2 separate regions of the Mus musculus genome follow, and region 2 is linked to region 1. The links are chromatin contacts, called in public promoter capture Hi-C maps. All regions are on one chromosome and are shown on one strand. The core of a region is the stretch at or near the end of the contact, and the rest is flanking DNA. Distances in the headings are between cores, read along the strand shown.

Region 1 (2,700 bases), core at 157-2,656:
GAAGACAGATGGTACCCTCTTTCATCCCACCCAGAGGATTCCTGAAGAATCATTTCTCCTTAGCCTGTACAGAGCAGAGAACGAGGCTAGATGATTCAAGCCTGTCACCTGACTGGGGAAAACCAGTCCTTTCCCTCCAGGGATCTAGAAGTTGCCCCTTCTGCCTAGGTTTGGGAACAGTTCACGGAAAGACTTCCTCCTGCTATACAGTGAAGAAATCTGTTCGCTCTTCCTACCACGAGGACCGCACAGCCATGCATCCTTCCCCATCTGCATTATCAAGCTATCAAGTCCCCTGAATCTCTTGTAGCTTCCAAGGAGACACATTCACTACACAGCCAGGGACAAGATGGCGTGGAGGTTGGAGGGGGTCTCCGGGAGAGTAAGAAGGGAACCCGGACATTCTGAAAAAAAGGAAAGAGACTAAAACCCCCAGAATCAACCAGTCCATACTAAATGAACATCATAACCATAGACGTCACTTGGATATCACCACCGCCCCTCTCAGATTCAGCAGTCCATATTAACTGAATTGGCCAGATAATCATGTGCGGTCTCACAGAGCCCAGCTGTTTTTCAGATCCGAATGCTAATGGCTCTTAAATCTCTCCAGCCTCTCAGACAGATCAAGGTAATGATCATGCAGCATTCTGGTGTAGACAGGTGGGTATTTATTGGGAGCTGAAATAAAATCGGAGGCAACCAACACTAGACACACGCATACTTCAGACCTCTTGCTTAGACCCCAAAAGGCTTGAGGAAATCAGTGTAGTGACCCGCCAAGAAACTTAATCCTTGTTACCCATCAGGACTCCAAGTCCCCTTCCCAACATGCAGTCTCATCTCACCCTCAGCTCTGCCAACAGGCTCACATCAATCAAGACAGCCCTCCCTAACAGGAGCTCCCTCCTCCCTCCTCCCTCCCTCCACCGTTCCATGGGTACCCCTTTTTTCCATTCTACCGAAAACAGATCCTAGGACTAAAATGTCTAAGACTCTGTTTCAAACGTGGATCTTGCCTGACCACCTTCAAATGAAAACATGAATTTCTCAGGAAAAAAAATCTCCTTGGTGGCTTCTCCACACCGTGACCTTACTTCCTCCGAAGCCCCAGAGCTGGAAGAGGACTTTAGGAGAATGGGTGGCCTGAGTCACTTTCCCCAGGCTCATTTTAACATGCAAATTTCTGGGCTTCCCCACCCAGCCCTTAAAGGTGAGAGTCTGGGGTAAACACAGGATCTACACCTTAGCTCAGGTGTGTTGCAACAGGGTTTGGAGCCTCTGGCTTTGCGTGGCCCCCTCCTGCATCACTGAAAAGAGGAAGAAAGCCGGCCCCAGAGAGGGGATGGGCCTGTCTGAGGTCACAGGGAAATACCCAGATTCAAAGCCCTGTCCCTCGCGGGCAAACAGTCCCAGGCGCGCTGGACTCACTCACCCGCTTGTAGACATCCTCCCGGCTGACTTCATACTTCTGTTGCATGCGCTCCTCCAGGAAGTAGATGCGCAGCTTGAGGCTGAAGTTCTCCTTCTTCAAGTCATTGAGGTGCTGGGACAGAGTGCGATATCCATTAGACATGGTGGGCGACCCATGGGGAGGAGCATGCCCGATCGCCCCCTTCACCCCAGGAACACAATGCAGCCTGGCCGCGGCATGGAGCGGGCAGGCTAGGATGCTGCTGAGGTTGTGGGACCCCGGAGGCTAAGGCGACATGGCCGCTGTTAGTGCGCTCCAGGACCTGGGACTGGGCTCTGGACTCTGGGTGCTGGAGCGCAACGCACTTTCTTTTTTTACCTCGGGGAGATATTTGCGGAATCCCTGACGGAGGAACATGCTGTGTGAACTCAGACACAAGTGGCAGTAACCCGACTCCAAGTCAGGACAGGGCTGTAAACTACGCCCCCCCCTACCCCGCCTCTCTCTCTCTCTCTCTCTCTCTCTCTCTCTCTCTCTCTCTCTCTCTCTCTCTCTCTCCTTTTCCTCCTCCCGACCCCCCCCCCAGCCTCAAGCCCCAGGGGGCAGTTAACAACTGTTTGGAAAGAGAGGGCCTGGCAGCTCCCCTCAAAACCTTCCCAGAAACGGGAAGAGGGTGGATAAGGTGGTACTGGGGTTGCAAAGGCAAGAGGGAACTGGAAGGGCAGTGGCCTGTGGGGAGGGAGGAGATGCAGGGTGCAGACTGAAACTGTGGAAAGAGTACATGTCCACGAAATGGCCCACAGACAAGTGACCAGAGCCAAGCAGCCTCTGTCAATCAGGTGTAAATCTTAAGGTGCTACCGACCAGAGAGGCATCCAATTCCCTTAGTGATCCAGAGCTCAGCCCCGCCAGGCCAGAGTCTTCAGTCTTTCTCCCTGGCCATTTTCAGTCCCGGGGCTGTAGGTTTTCAGTCTTTATTCCCGTGCTCTCTGCTCCCCGTACATATCACATACCCGCAAAGAAAGGGTGGATCTTAGCCGAGGGGGACGTCTACAAACTGTTTTTCAGTGAACAAAGAGAGGGAAGCCCAAGGGGTCCTCCCTCTGGGGAAGGAGTGTGGGAGTGCTGGGTGGGGGGGGCGGTGTGAGACAGCAACACCCCCGACCCCCATCTGGGAGGCCAAAGATTTCAGCCGCTCACTGGTTCCTAACTCCTGCACCTGCCTAATGGAGCTGGGCCATCATCACCAGATCCTGCTCATAAAGCAAGTTAAGATCCTTGAGTGA
Region 2 (2,765 bases), core at 48-2,547, 120 kb before region 1:
CTGTCCTCCCACCTCTTCAGGAATGCTTTGTCATCAAATGAGTACAGGAAAAGCCTGCAGCTTTAGCTACCTTGCTGGATTTTGGAATTCAAATGAAGAATTAGTAGTAATTGGTTTGAAATGAACTCAGGAAGGCCCATGCACTAACAGAACACAGCATGAAAAGGATACACAAACCCAGTGTGTGTGTGTGTGTGTGTGTGTGTGTGTGTGTGTGTGTGTGTGTGTGTGGTGCAGGGGAAGGGTGGTCATGATGAAGCAGCTTCATGGATGAAGGTTCTAGTGTGTTTTCTCTTCCTCTCATTCCAAGTTCTCACTAACTTTTGACTGTTTTTTGAAAAAAATATTCCCAGCATTCATTGCCCTTATCTTCCAGTTGTACCATATCTCTTATCACAATTTTAAATTTTTTTGAAATTATATCATTTCACCCTTCCCTTTCAACCATATAACCACCCCCTTCCAGCTCATGGCCTAATTGTTTCACACACACACACACACACACACACACACACACACCTGCTCAGTCCCTATAATGTCACTCCTGTGTTTTCTGGGCTGAGCATTTGATGGTGGATAACCAGGTGATGCACTCTTCCCTAGGGCCTGTGGTCCTCTGCCCAGGGCTGGGGCCTTATTTGCTATCCCCCTTCTGAATTAGCATGGCTATTGCTGTCCTTTATCTCCACAGTAGGACCTTGTCTCTTGATCTAAAAACACTGCTACATTTATCCAAAATTCTTCCCAGACTGGAGGTCTCCTAAGTCCTGACTCTAGTATGTTCCATAGACTCAGCATCTTAAAACTCTGGAGCCGTCTTCCTGGAAAGTAAACTCTGGTCTTGAATTTTAGGCTTTCTATGTGGCAGCAGCCTCCCTTCCCACTGCCCTGACTTCTTACCTCTCCTTTCTTTTGGTTTTGAGTCGGTTTCTCCACTTGGGGAAGGGAGGCGGGATAGATGCTGATGGTATGGGCTGTCATGGTCTGTCCTTCAGCACAGGTAAGGATCCTTTCAGATGGTGACAGCCCTAGGGTATTTCTTTATATAAACCATGCTATAATCTTGCTCCTGATTAAGTTGCTTTTTTTTATTAAGTGGGTGAAGTGATCTTTCAGTCTGTCCTTAAGGGTACCCAGGCTTGATCTGCTCATGTCAACCCTTGGGCTTTGGTGAGAATGGGGGCTCATACCTTTCAAGGCCTTCTTGGGATTTTCACAGAGGGACTCGTAGATCTGGAGCTCTGACTGCAGGGACAGGGAGAGCTGCTGTTTCTCTTCGCACTGTTGTTGCAGGAGGGCCAGCTTGTGCTGCAGCCTGCCAAGGAGAGGCAAGGGTTTACTGAGCCAAGTGGGAGAAATGAGCCTCGAGCCAACCTTTGCCTCAGTTGGCCTGGTAGGATGGCCTGGCCATCACATTCATTTGGCAGACTCTGGGGCAGGTAAAGTTAGTTAGCCTGAAGTTGGAACACTAGCTCTGTGTGCAGGCAGCAGTGTAAGCACACTACAAGCCCCTCTCTGCCCCACAGTGCTCTCCACATTGACAGAAAGATGCAGGGCTTCCACTGGGATAACAACTTGCAGTTTATGGCAAGAGTGATGTCATGCATCTAGTGAGAAGGGTGGGACTGCTCTCCTGCCAGTCTCTGACAGATGGAAACCTCTGTAATAGGATTTTATCACTCTACTTCATACTATAAAAACACTATTCTCTCTTTTTGTGTGTGTGTCTCAAATAGAGTCTTCCTTTTGCTCCAAGTGACCAGTGAGGCAGAAGAGTAAAGAAGGAACTGAAGTTCCCAAAGGAGGAAACTACTGATTTGTCAATATCCCTTCTGCACTGAGAAGCCGGGCCATTCCATATCAAGGCCCTGCCTACCTGGAGTTGTTTTCCTGGAGCGACAGCCTCTCCTCTCGGAACTGCACGATCTCATCCTGCTTCTCCTGCAAGTCTTCCAGGAGCTGCTGCCGCTCAGCCTTCTGCTGCTCCAGCTCCTTCTCCAGCTCCTGAAGCTGGGATCTGGAGGAGAGCAGAGCCTCCCGCAGGTGATCCACTTCCTGGGAGTGTCCTGATGAGCGGGACACAGGGGTATTTATGTCATGGCCTGAAGCCCATGAGAAAGACAAACCCAAGCACACGTGAGGCCAGGGGAAGGAAGGTCCCGTGTGGCCGAGCAGTCTGGCTTAGTGGACCCTACGTACTGGGGCTTGGGTGGCAGTGGTGTTTGTGGTATCTGACCCTCCATTTAAGAACACCTGCCCTAGCTCTTAGAGGAGACAGCGAGTTCCCGAAGCTCAGCGTTTTCTAGGTGTTCGTGGGCAGCTATTCAACTGTACACCTCCAGTCTTATCAAAGACCAGCACTGATTTCTTGTTTGTGGTTTTTAGAACATATTCTTTTTCAATTCTTTTGAAAATGTGGACAGCTGGTGTTTTCTGGCCATGTGATACCTCTCTGGTCAAAACTTCTTAAAGATGATCTGTAGGGACTCTTTATATAAGGCCAGTCCTTGGGTATAACTGTGTTCATTTGGAACTCTTACTATTTCCTATCTGTGAGGCTGCCCTCCTCTGTCCCAGCATGCACTGGTAGATTAATTTCTCTGCCTTGCCCTCATCCAGCAGTCTTAGTCATCCTCCAGCAAGGGCCCTGCCTCTCATGTCTTTCTGAACTGACTTAGTACAAAAGTACTAAGGAGTTTCCTTAGAAATAGTTCTTCTCGTCTTTTGCCTCCACAAGGATTCTTTCATTCTGGACTTAATCCTTT

Evidence for each region. Capture Hi-C pulls out chosen DNA fragments and counts their contacts.
Region 2: a promoter capture Hi-C map of adipose tissue shows a contact between it and region 1. The contact joins two enhancer-like sites. A contact is called at or near these places in 1 of 15 datasets of contacts at CTCF or cohesin (CD8 T cells), 6 of 484 Hi-C or Micro-C datasets (B cells, bone marrow-derived macrophages, embryonic stem cells and 2 more), 10 of 115 datasets of contacts at active chromatin or transcription factors (bone marrow-derived macrophages, embryonic stem cells, kidney and 2 more) and 4 of 9 other capture datasets (adipose tissue, embryonic stem cells, liver and 1 more).

Annotation. Positions count from the first base shown.
Region 1 is chr3:97,822,780-97,825,479 of GRCm38.p6, forward strand. Pde4dip (phosphodiesterase 4D interacting protein (myomegalin)) reads right to left here. Exons shown (of 47, transcript NM_001289701.1): 4 at 1,436-1,546. Among named protein-coding and RNA genes, the nearest start is that of Pde4dip, 65 kb to the right of the region's middle. Within about 2 kb of position 1,407, at least 141 of the 459 cell types and tissues checked have an H3K27ac peak or open chromatin away from gene starts, as enhancers often do. A contact at or near this core is called in adipose tissue, where this site is marked.
Region 2 is chr3:97,697,919-97,700,683 of GRCm38.p6, forward strand. Pde4dip (phosphodiesterase 4D interacting protein (myomegalin)) reads right to left here. Exons shown (of 47, transcript NM_001289701.1): 39 at 1,877-2,066; 40 at 1,191-1,315. Among named protein-coding and RNA genes, the nearest start is that of Mir7225, 8.7 kb to the left of the region's middle. Within about 2 kb of position 1,298, at least 5 of the 459 cell types and tissues checked have an H3K27ac peak or open chromatin away from gene starts, as enhancers often do. A contact at or near this core is called in adipose tissue, where this site is marked.